Linked DNA regions of Zea mays: region 1 is linked to region 2. The links are chromatin contacts, called in public Hi-C maps. All regions are on one chromosome and are shown on one strand. Each heading gives the region's core, a stretch centred on a gene start, on an enhancer-like site or on the middle of the called end of the contact. The rest is flanking DNA. Distances are from core to core; before and after follow the strand shown.

Region 1 (6,194 bases), core at 1,634-4,133, 450 kb after region 2:
TACCATTTTTGGGCCCATCTATAACAAGGACTTGTCCCCTGGTAGTAAATGAAAATGTTTCTCCCTAAGTCTGTAGATTGTATTGTTCAGTCAAGCTGTTGCCCAATTGTATATGCAGCCACAAAGGCTTCCTATGTATTTTTTTCTACATTAGAATTTTCCAGAGACTGTAATTTGTATTAGCGAGACAAGCAGTCATGCATTAGAGGCCTGGTCCATGACACAATTATATATAATGAGATCGAGATTTCATTGTACATGCATCCACAAGGCATCTTTTTATATTTTTTAACATGAGTGTACTAATGCAATGTCGTTCTGTTTTGTCATTTTATTTTTGTTATATCTTGGAGATGCCGAGCTTGATCAATATTTTGCCATTGAATTTATGAGTGGCTTATATGTTCACTGTTTGCCCATTTCTTCAGTTAAGCTGAATGCAAACCATCGAGATGGTCCAGGTCGAGGACCTCCATGGCACCTACGTTGGTGTGGGTTGTGCCGCCTCATCGTGACCGTCATCGATTGGGCCTCTGAGGTATATGTTACTTTGTTGTTGCTTGGTGAATGCTTATATATGTTTTTATTCGTCTATGCTGGTGAGGTTAGTTTTAATGAGTTGTTGACAAAGACAATGATGTGTCCCAGGAAGAACATCTTCAATTTCCTTGGAGATAAATCTAGACTGATTAGTAAATATTGTTTTAGGTGGATGACTCTCCACTGATTCCAAGAATGACTTAAATAACCAAATTTGTGTTTCTAATCCCGTGATGCAAAAAATTGTTTTGAACGCTTGAAATTTAGTTGGACCAGGGCTTTGATTTGAGGTGGTTTGTTTGAGTTGCCCCCCAAATATAGGCACCCATGTTAGTACAGACCAACTGATAACTGAAGATACTCTGCTCTATGTATGATTTGGTTAAAATTTTGGGACAATAGAATGGCACACATGTTTGTTATTTTTGTCTATTTAAAAACTTCATTGGGGGTGTTTTAGTACCAGTTTGGTTCTTTTCAACACTACATGGGAGTAGAGCTTGTACATTGTGACTGGTTCGAATTTATGTGGAGGAACTACATGAGTGTGCTTCTGATTTCTGATAGTTTTAGCATTATCCTCTTAAAGGCCTGAATGATTCAAGTAAAAGTGACATACGATGTTGTTTTTCATGTGCAAATTCAACTGGAATACCCATTGTCTCTATTTTTTCAGTTCTTCTTAGAGAATACTTTTAAGTATGCACATGCCACATTATTATTGGGAACCTAATCCTTATCTCCAGTTCAGCGATAATGAATCTAATTTTGAATTAATACTTGCATGTAATGGCTTTTAGATTATATGTAATCTTGATTAAGGTCAAGTTCTACTGATTAAGGTTGTATGCTTTTTCCACGCCAATTCTCACTGTTATGCATATGGGGCTCTAGCCCATGCATCGAACGTTAAGTTTTTCTCTGAATACAAAAATTTATGTAATAGGACCGTCTGAAAATATTTATGCTGTGAGACTACTAATTCTTTGTTTATATACTCATGTGTTGCGTGTAAAAAACTCAGTCCAGGAGAATACCTACGATGAAGAAAGAGACATGCTGCACATGCACGAGGTATGGGCGATTTATGTCAGTGTTCAACAATTTGGTTTTTTGTTTTCCTTATCTTTTCATCACCTCCTAACACTGCAAAGCTAATGTTCTTCCGTGTCACATGGTACTTGCAGATAGGGATGAAAGTGGTAATCCGAACTGTTAGAACAAATTTAATATTTTAAAATAGATATGTATAAAATTTGATGTTGATCTTTTCTTATGTTATCAAGCACATTAGTACAAATATGAATAAAATATTATATAAGTTGTTTTATGTATTATTTGCTCCCTACAACACAAAAGGTTGAAAAAATTACCGAATTTGTTTCCGAATCCATACCGAAGTTTATATCTATTATTTGAAAAAATGTAGGATGAATTTGAGGTTTACCTTTTATGAATCTTAACAAGCCGGATGTAAAAAACAAGAATACAAATTTGTATTGTATATTCTATATCCTATTTATTCGCAATCAATGAAAAAACTGATTACCGAATAAATACCGTTTCCGACCGTTTTCATCCCTACTTGCAGATAGATGTCGGCTCTATGGACGAACACTCGACCAAGTCAGTTGAGGAGTATGAGGGCCTAGCCATGCGCGACGTGATGACTACTGGTCCGACGATGTGCAGCAAGTTGTGAGTTAAAGATGAACTCACCTGCCCTGGAGAGCAACATTCATAGGAGTGAGGCAAAATGGCTGGTATCACCACAACATGGACCCGTTCATGAAGATGTCCAAGGAGGTGGTAGTCGACACCATAATGTCTTGCGCGTCATTGTGTCACCAGCAGGCAACACGCTGCGCTGGTACCGACGGGTGTTGTGTTTCTTAGGCGTCTGCTTCTGTGCTTTGAGCTGTGCTATAGAGTGGTTGTGCCAACTACTGATTTTAAAAGAAAAAGGTGAGCTGAGAATCATTGTTGAAAACAAACATGTAGCGGTTCGTTCTCATCAGTTGTGCCAACTACCAATCATTTCATTGATCAGAATCTGTCGTTGCTCATGAAAACCAAAAGTAAGACACTTCTCAATAACATTGGATGCAAATTTCTGCTAGCTTATCTTAACTATCTTTTCTCGTATATATAACATACATTTATACATAATTTTTTGTGGTATTATATGTTTCCGTTGCAACGCACGGGCACTCACCTAGTGTAAAGATATAAATAGTAAATATTATCGATGTTAATGCTACGATTACATAGACGGGCTGGCGACGGCAATGCCAGAGAGGGAGAGGGAGAGTGCGAGAGAGGGAGAGGGGGACGGCAAGGACGCGGGGTGAGGGAGGAACTAAATAACATTAGAGTGAAGGAGATAAAAATTATTCTGTATCGTGGGTTTTAAAAGTTAAAAATAAAGATTTAGAAAGTTGAAAATATAGATTCAAACAAAAAAAAATCGTTGGACCTCAAGCCCGCCAAGAGAAAATAGCCAGTTTATCCATCGGATTCGATCCTTCCGTTTGCAGTATGGATCCCCACCGCCGCTCACCGGAATACAACTCCCTCCTCCTCGCCGGCCCGCGCCTGGGTCCTCTGAAGCAAGCCCACGCGCGCCTCGTCGTCTCCGGCCACGGCGATTCCTTGCCGCTCATCACCAAGCTAGCCACGCTCGCGGTTGCGGCCGGCGCCGCCTCCTACGCCCGCCTCCTCGCCGCCTCCCACCCGGCACCCGACTCCTTTCTCTTCTGCTCCCTCACGCGCGCCACCGCGCGCCGCGGGCTCCCCGCCGCCGCCCTCGCCTTCTACCGCTGCCTACTCGCCGCCGCCCTCCCCTTCTCCAGCTTCGCATTCACCTCCGTCGCCAAGGCCTGCGCGGACCTGTCCGCGATCCGCGCTGGTATGGGCATCCACGCCCACGCCGTCCTCCTCGGGCTCGGCTCCAACCGGTTCGTGCAGACGTCGCTCGTCGTGCTGTATTCCAAGTGCGGCCAGCTGGATGTTGCGCGCAAGCTGTTCGACGCGATTCGTGACAAGAGCGTAGTCGCTTGGAACGCGATGATTTCAGGGTACGAGCAGAACGGGCTCGCTGGAAGGGCGATCGAGGTGTATAGGGAGATGCAAATGGCCGGGGAAGCTCCAGATTCCGCGACGTTTGTGGCCACGCTCTCTGCCTGTGCGCAGGCTGGCGCTTTGGACTTGGGACGTCAGGTGGACAAGCTCATTGTTTCTGAGAGGATGGAGATGAATGTGGTTCTTGGTGCTGCACTTGTGAACATGTATGCCAGGTGTGGGCTTGTGAACAAGGCTCGTGAGTGGTTCAATATGCTCCAGGAACGCAATGTGGTTACGTGGACCTCCATGATTGCAGGATATGGCATGCACGGACATGGCGGCGAGGCAGTCAAGCTATTCAATTTGATGAGACAGCAAGGGCCACCACCCAATGATGTCACTTTTGTTGCGGTGCTGTCTGCGTGCGCACATGCTGGATTGGTAAGCGAGGGCCGGGATGCTTTTGCTTCAATGAAGAGTGTCTACGGATTGGTCCCTCGTGTTGAGCACTATTGCTCTATGGTTGATATGTATGGAAGGGCAGGACTTCTTGATGATGCGATGCGATTTATACATGATTCGATACCCGGAGAGCCTGGACCTGAAGTTTGGACAGCTATGCTTGGTGCATGCAAGATGCACAAGGATTTCAATCTTGGAGTGGAGGTTGCTGAGCGATTGATCGCCCTCGAGCCTGAGAGTCCATCTCACCGTGTGCTGCTTTCTAATCTATATGCTTTGTCTGGTAAAATGAACCATGTTGAGAAGGTGAGGGATACAATGATTAAGAGAAGATTGAAGAAGCCAATAGGATATAGCTTGATTGAGATTGCTGGTGTTGCTCATTTGTTTCGCATGGGTGAGAAGTCTCACCCCAAAACTTCAGAGATTTACCAATATTTGGAGAAACTGATCGAAAAGATTACTGATGTTGGTTATGTGCCTAAAACTGACTCAGTGTTGCATGAGTTGGAAGAAGAGGAAAGGGAGTTTGCATTAAGATACCATGGTGAAAAACTGGCTGTAGCCTTTGGACTCATGATGACTTCTGGGTGCACCACTCCAATCAGGATAATTAAAAACCTGCGGATATGTGAGGATTGTCATCTAGCTATCAAATATATGTCAGCCGTGGAGAATCGAGAGATAATTGTCAGAGATATGCACCGGTTTCACCATTTCAAAGCTGGAAAGTGTTCCTGTCAGGAATATTGGTGACGAGGCCTCTCTCGCAAGCTAAAAATCTGAGGTACGATTACGGTATTTAGTTTTTTTTTTTCTCTCGAACACGCAGGAGAGTTGTATATCATTATATTAAAGAAGAAAAGAAGGGTAGAAACCCTGAATACAAATTACAAACTGCCACCACGAATTTTTCACGTATATGTACAATGTGCTACAGCTGAAAATTATCAAGAATCCCAATAAACTTTACAAGGCATGTGCTTTTCAAAGTGTTTGCAAAATTCATAGTTGGTCAATTTCCCCCATCGGGTATGGTCTACGATAATACGTGTACGGTGTATCGATAATAATAATTTACATGTGGAGGATGAAGATGACCTGTAATGCTTCAGCTTAACGTTTTCCCTGTAATAACTTATCATTTTGTTGTTTCTAGCAGGAGTGAAGTTAAATTGCAGTACTAATTCAGTTCATTAAGCCTAATACAATCTCCTTAAAACCCTTTTTTTTCTTTTAGATTTGATTGCTAGCTGATACAACTTTTTGGGTGGTTGTTGCTTTTGTTTCTTATTAAGAATAAGATTCCAGTTTTCTTCAGTTTGGAATTACTAATACAATTGTAGGGAAATTATATGGCACCCTTGTTAGCTAAAATACCATGTTGCAATGTTTCAAAAATCATCACAAAAATCATGTACGTAGTACACCTAAAGTCAAGTGTAGGCGTGTAGCTGCAATAATTAAGTGTGAAAAACATTATAGTTGGCTATTGGTTGCTTGGTCATATGGTTTAATTCTTTTTTACTTGGTTGATTGGTCATATGGTTTAGTTACCTACTTATCTATTTTGATTCATTGTTTGGTTCACTGTTTTTAAGGCGTCGCCTAGGCGACACCTAGGCGTCCGGGCGGTGGTCTGACGCCTAGGCGCCTTGCCCGCCTACCTCGCCTAGGCGTCGCCTAGGCGTCTAGGCGGTGGTCCAACGCCTTGGAGCGCCTTACCGCTTTAAAAACCATGGTTTGGATGCTGCATTGCCACTTCTCATTTAATCCTTGTTTCAGGAACAAGAGCTGCAACTCAGCAACATTGGGAGTGGGACACCAGCAACAACACCTTTACTACCCATCAAAATTCACAAGTAAGCACTAGCAATTGACCATCATTTTAAATTGTGTTCTATTACACAATTGTCCACAATATAAGTTCCTGGAGGTCAGAACAACTAACCACTGATTAGAGTCGACTAGTCATCCTAGTCGATCTTATCGTCCCTAAGGCGACTAGGTCGACTATACGATTTAAAAACATTGATTTCACTAAGGCTGAACTATATGCTGCTGTAATCATTGTCGGTCATTTGCCTTTTCTGTTAGTCTGTCTTATTGGTCCTTACTAGGATTCCATA
Region 2 (5,725 bases), core at 2,630-5,129:
TCAGTTGCTGCAGGCATATGCCCCCTGCCGGATTGGTCGGCCTTGGAGGCCGAGTAGTCCGGCGATCTTGTTGGGCCTGTGCCTGGTGACCGGATTGAGCAGCGCTCAATCGGCTTGTACTAGTGGTGCCAACCTGTTGAATACGGATGTTTGTGGTGGCCCCCAAGCGGGGTATTGTGGCATCCCAAATGAATATGGTGGCATGCCCCACATTTGATTTGGAGCATATGGTGGAGGTATGCATGTGTATGGATATGGCATAGGTGGATATGGGGGTGGAGGTGTCCATGTAGGTATGTTAGGTCTCAACTGTACAGTATGACCTTTCATTTCTTTCGATTGGTGGGGTGGTCCAATCGGCTTTACCTGATGTTGCTCATGAATGGGTGAGCGGGGTCGCTTTGCTGGCTGGTCACTGGGGCCGGCCTTCTTTTTCACATACTTGGACAATAATTGATCGAAAGTTGGGCCGGATTTGACCAGCCGACCAGCTGCTTTAAATGTATTTGTTTTCCACGTACCTATCTCTGGTCATCGTGGTTTGAATGTACGTGGTTGTTGTGGGTCCTAAGTGTAGCCAGACCATCCGCCAGCAGTCTTCGGACCGTTCGGAGAAGCTTCAGACCGTCCGCGTCTGGATGGCGGACCGTCCGTGATGCACAAAATGGGTTCTCGTGCTTGTCTCCCTGTCTGTGCTTGCCCCCCAGTGCCAGGGGCTGTGATGGTCACCTTCAGGGTCTCCCCTCCATCAGGAGTCTTGGCCACCACTTTCCTGCAAGAAATTTTATGATTCCCATTGGCCTCTCTTGCATTGCCGATGACTATCTCTTTGCCTTTGCCTTTATCGGCTGTGTTTGGCCGAATCAGAACTTTCTTGCCCTCAAAGTCGATCATGTTCATCGGAAAGGGCTCCTTGTCCACCTGCATTTCTTGAAATTTTAATCGTCCTTCGTTAATGGCCGATTGAATCTATCGACGGAATACATTACAATCATTAGTGGCATGAGAAAATGAGTTATGCCACTTGCAGTATGCCTGACATTTTAGCTCGTCGGCGGATGGAACAATGTGATTTATTTTAATGTTGCCATTTTTGAGTAATTCATCAAATATTTTATCACATTTACCAACATTAAACGTAAACATAACCTCCTATTGCCGTTTCTTTTGAACCGGCTGCAAGGAGGAACAAGCCGAAGATTTAGCCTGCTTTGGCCAAATCATTTCAGCAGCATATACTTCTGTTGATTCGTCGTCCGAGCTACTTTGGTCGCATTCTACGATATGGACATTGTGACAAATTGTTTTAACAATTTCTTTGCTTCGGCTTTCACAGGCCAAAGCCCTTTGGTGTAATCGTGCTAGCGTAAAAAATTGGATGCCTTCTAATCTTTCTTTTAAATAATATCACAAACCATTAAAGGCTAATCCCGCTAGTTGTTTTTCTGCTAAGTGAATTTGGAAGCATCGGTTTCTTGTATCCCGGAATCTCTGGATGTAATCATTAACCGATTCATCTTTTGCTTGTCGTAAGGCCACTAAATCTACTAAATCTAACTCATAGTCGCCGGAGAAAAAGTAATCATGGAACTTTTGTTCTAAATCCCCCCATGACAAAATAGAATTAGGAGGTAAAGTGGCGTACCATACAAACGCGGTTCCTGTTAAAGACAATGAAAATAAACGTACGTGAAATGCTTCTGTGTCGGCCAATTCTCCTAATTGTGTTAAAAACTGGCCTATGTGTTCGTGCGTGTTTTTTCCTTGGTCACCCGAAAAATTTGCGAATTCGGGTATCCTGGTTCCTTGTGGGTATGGGTGATGATCAAATCGGCTGTCATAAGGTTTCCGATACGATTGCCCCCCTGGGACCATGCTTACTCCGAGCTTATCTCGGAACGCCCCGGCTATTTCCTCCCTCACTATATCAATGGCAGCCGGTGCGAGACCACCGGCTCTCTGGTCAAACATAGGTGGGGTTGGCTGGACATTAGCATGTTGTCTTTCCCCCCATTGGTTTGAGCTACGTGGTGCATTGCCATTCGCCCTATATGGCTCATAGGTTTGATCGTTCCTTTCCGGCCTTCTAGGTGGGGTCGGAAAGCTTTCCTGGGCTCTGGATTTGGAATTAATGGGCTGATGCATTGCATAGTGTGATGGGAAGTGTTGCTGGGACGAGTGAGGATTCAGGTAACAATCTTTCTCAAAAGACTCATGCGCGGACTGTCCGGACATGTACCTGGACCGTCCGTGATTATATGCGGACCGTTCGTCGTTGTACGCGGACCGTCTGACTGGGTAGTTTAGATTCTGTGCCAAATGTGGTGGCTCGGGTGCATGTCTGGGTAACTCATTAAAAATAGGCTCGATTGTTGCTGGCCCGGACGGTCCGCGCTCACGTGCGGACGGTCCGGGCATGTGCAGATCGGCTGATTTACTGCCGATTTGCGATTGCTCAGGGTATGTGTCCATCGGCATCCCATATAGGGGTTGTGACTGGTCGTGACAACCTATAGCCAATGTATTACGTGTGTTACCTCCTAATTCAACCTCGTGCGAAGGAAAATTTGCGATACTTGATTTATCAAATGCACGTACTAGTCTCCTATAGTCGTTTTGCATACCCCCTATGATATTTTGCATTTGTTCTCGCTGTTCATCTACATAATTCTTAAGAGATTGCAGCTCGTTTGTATTACTTACATTGGGGATATCTGGTGTGGGTCGAAATGAAGCCGGATCCGTCGCCCGTTGTCGGACGACCTTGTTGTTCCTATCCACTTTGAAGTTGGCCAAGAACTTTGCTTTTGCCTCCTGTATCAGCTGCTCCTTGTGCTCCTCGATCTGGAGCTGTTCGTCGGCCGACAAGGTTTCCCAAGTCGGCTCTATAATGTTGCTGGGGGAGACTTCAGAGCTATCCCTTGAACCGGCCATTGAGGGCCGATTTGATGGGTCTAGATGTGTTGTCCCCAGCGGAGTCGCCAAAAAGTATGTTGACACCTTTTTAGGGTGCCAAACACTCAACACGAACCAGTGGCGGTGCTGTCTACAGAGGAGTGGACAGTCCGCGCGCAGGGGCCAGACGGTCCGTGGCCTGGTGCGAGGCTAGGGTTCCCGCCTGACGGCCGGACGGTCCGCGCCCTAGGGCCGGACGGTCCGCGCGTGCGCAGGGGCGACGGAAGATCACTGGCGGCGCCTGGATCTCGCTCCCGGGAGGGACCCCGTCAGGGAGGAGAGATCCTAGGAGTTGTCTAGGCTCGGGCAGGCCGACCTAGACTCCTCTAATCGACCTAGAGTCAAAGAGAAGCGAAGAATTTGGGGATCGAAAGGCTAAACTAGAACTACTCATAGAAAATAAATGTGAAATAGAAGTGTTATTGATTCGATTGATAAATACAAATCGACCGTATAACTCTCTATTTATAGAAGAGGGGGGCTGGACCCTTTACAAACTGATTTCCGAGTGAATCCCGCAAATCTAGCTAACAACCGTAGCACAAAACTCGGAACCCTAATCTGTTTTGCGCTTGCGCGGACCGTCTGGCCCATAGACGCGGACTATCCGGACCGCGGACCGTCCGGCCCCGGCCACTCATTTTGGTGTCCAACAGTGGTGAAGCCAAGAGATAATTTATGGGAAATCTGTGTTTGTAGCTAGCTAGAGGCATGAGATCATCCATCTCGATCCCCGATCGAGGACAATGCAAAGGGCCACCAGAGTCATTATTACGTGTAAAACAAAGACGTGCGAGACAGAGATAAGGATGACTCTGTTGTTTGTCGTCTGCTAGTCACCCAAATTTCCACAAGGTAGAACATATGTCTAGTTCTATTTCTATATAAAGCAGACAAACGAGGTTCCGTAACAGCAGTCAGCAGCAGGGTTCTTTCTTGTCACCTGGAGCTGGACCTGACGATGGCATACCATCTCATCTCTTCACCGACGTTCCTTCTCGCACAATTGCTCGCCGTCGCCGTCCCTCTCCTTCTGCTCCTGCTTTACCACGGCTCATCAATTCGCCGCCGTCGTCGCAGCAGCAGATCGGCCAAGCAGGGAGGACAGCTCCTGCCGCCTTCGCCCCCGGCGCTGCCCATCATCGGCCACCTTCACCTCGTCAGCGACCTCCCGCACGTCTCCCTCCGTGACCTCGCCGCCAAGCATGGTGGCGACGACGGCCTGATGCTGCTCCGTCTCGGCGCTGTTCCCACCCTCGTCGTGTCATCGCCGCGGGCGGCGGAGGCGATCACGCGCACGCACGACCACGTGTTCGCGTCGCGGCCCACGTCCACTCTCAGCGACGAGATCCTGTACGGGTCCTCCGACATCGCCTTCTCCCCTTACGGCGAGCACTGGCGGCAGGCCAGAAAGCTGGTCACCGCGCACCTCTTCACCGTCAAGAGAGTGCACTCGTACCGCTGCGCCCGCAAGGAGGAGGTGCGCCTGGTGGTAGCCAAGGTGCGGGAGGCGGCGGTGGCGGGCACGGCCACGGACATGAGCCTTGCCATGAACACGTTCGCCAACGATATCATCAGCCGCGCCGTGTCCGGCAAGTTCTTCCGGGCGGAAGGCCGGAACAAGCTCTTTCGGGAGCTGGTGGAGGCCAACTCTGATCTGTTCGGAGGGTTCAACCTGGAAGACTACTTCCCGGGACTGGCGAGGGCGTTAGGTTTCCTTAGCAGAAGGTTGTTGTTTCTGCGCAACAGGCGGCGGGTCCAGGAGACGCACAGGAGATGGGACGAGCTGCTCGAAACCATACTGAGCGACCACGAGGGAAGAAGGGGCTCTGTCTCTGTGGACGGTGGTGGTGACTTCACCGACGTGTTGCTCTCGGTTCAGACAGAGTACGGCATGACCAGAGATCATCTCAAGGCCATCTTGGTGGTACGTAGATAAATATATATATATAATCCATATTTGATGCATGACATGACAATAATGGCATGCATCACCCTGCGCAGGACATGTTCGGTGCGGGCACTGACACGTCATCCTTGGTCCTAGAGCTCGCCATGGCCGAGCTGATGCGCAACCCACAGCAGATGGCCAAGCTACAAGCTCAAGTTCGGAGGCACACACCGGAGGGGCAGGAAACGGTGGAGGAAGAGAACCTATCCGACATGCCCTTCCTGAGAGCCGTGGTGAAGGAGACGCTGAGGCTGCACCCACCTGCCCCGCTCCTCGTCCCTCACCTGTCCCTGGCGGACTGCGTCGTCGATGGCTACCACGTCCCCTCCGGCACCCGGGTCATCATCAACGCGTGGGCTCTTGGCAGAGACCCGGGCTCGTGGGAGAAGCCAGAGGAGTTCCTGCCGGAGAGGTTCATGGACGGCGGCAGCGCTGCTGGCGTCGACATCAAGGGGAACCACTTCCACTTGTTGCCGTTTGGAGCTGGACGAAGGATTTGCCCTGGCCTCAACTTTGGGATGGCTACGGTCGAGATCATGCTAGCAAACCTCGTGTACTGCTTCGACTGGCAGCTGCCCATGGGCATGGAGGAGAAGGACATTGACATGACGGAGGTGTTTGGACTCACGGTGCATCCCAAGGAGAAGCTCATGCTTGTTCCCAAAGTTGCTCGTGTACTGCAACTGCTCGTCAATAATTCCATCGTCCAAGTTGCTGATCGAAGGGACTCGAGATCGATCATGCATGTATATGGTTTATTTGGAGTAGAAAACTGCATGCAGCGGGTGTAGAGGACGAGCACGTACGTACGTACAATGC

The links. Hi-C and Micro-C count contacts between places; a contact is called where the count stands out from the background.
Region 1: a Hi-C map of leaf shows a contact between it and region 2, with 4 times the contacts expected there. The contact joins the promoter of LOC103628932 here to the promoter of LOC100279973 in region 2. A contact is called at or near these places in 2 of 25 Hi-C or Micro-C datasets (leaf and leaf mesophyll).

The regions. Positions count from the first base shown.
Region 1 is chr6:6,524,590-6,530,783 of Zm-B73-REFERENCE-NAM-5.0, forward strand. It overlaps LOC103628932 (pentatricopeptide repeat-containing protein At2g33760), which reads left to right and starts at 2,884. Exons shown (of 5, transcript XM_035959861.1): 1 at 2,884-3,836; 2 at 3,920-4,852; 3 at 5,851-6,194. The coding sequence starts at 3,079. The coding sequence ends at 3,998.
Region 2 is chr6:6,078,372-6,084,096 of Zm-B73-REFERENCE-NAM-5.0, forward strand. It overlaps LOC100279973, which reads left to right and starts at 3,880. Exons shown (of 2, transcript NM_001152921.1): 1 at 3,880-4,882; 2 at 4,960-5,725. The coding sequence starts at 3,917. The coding sequence ends at 5,697.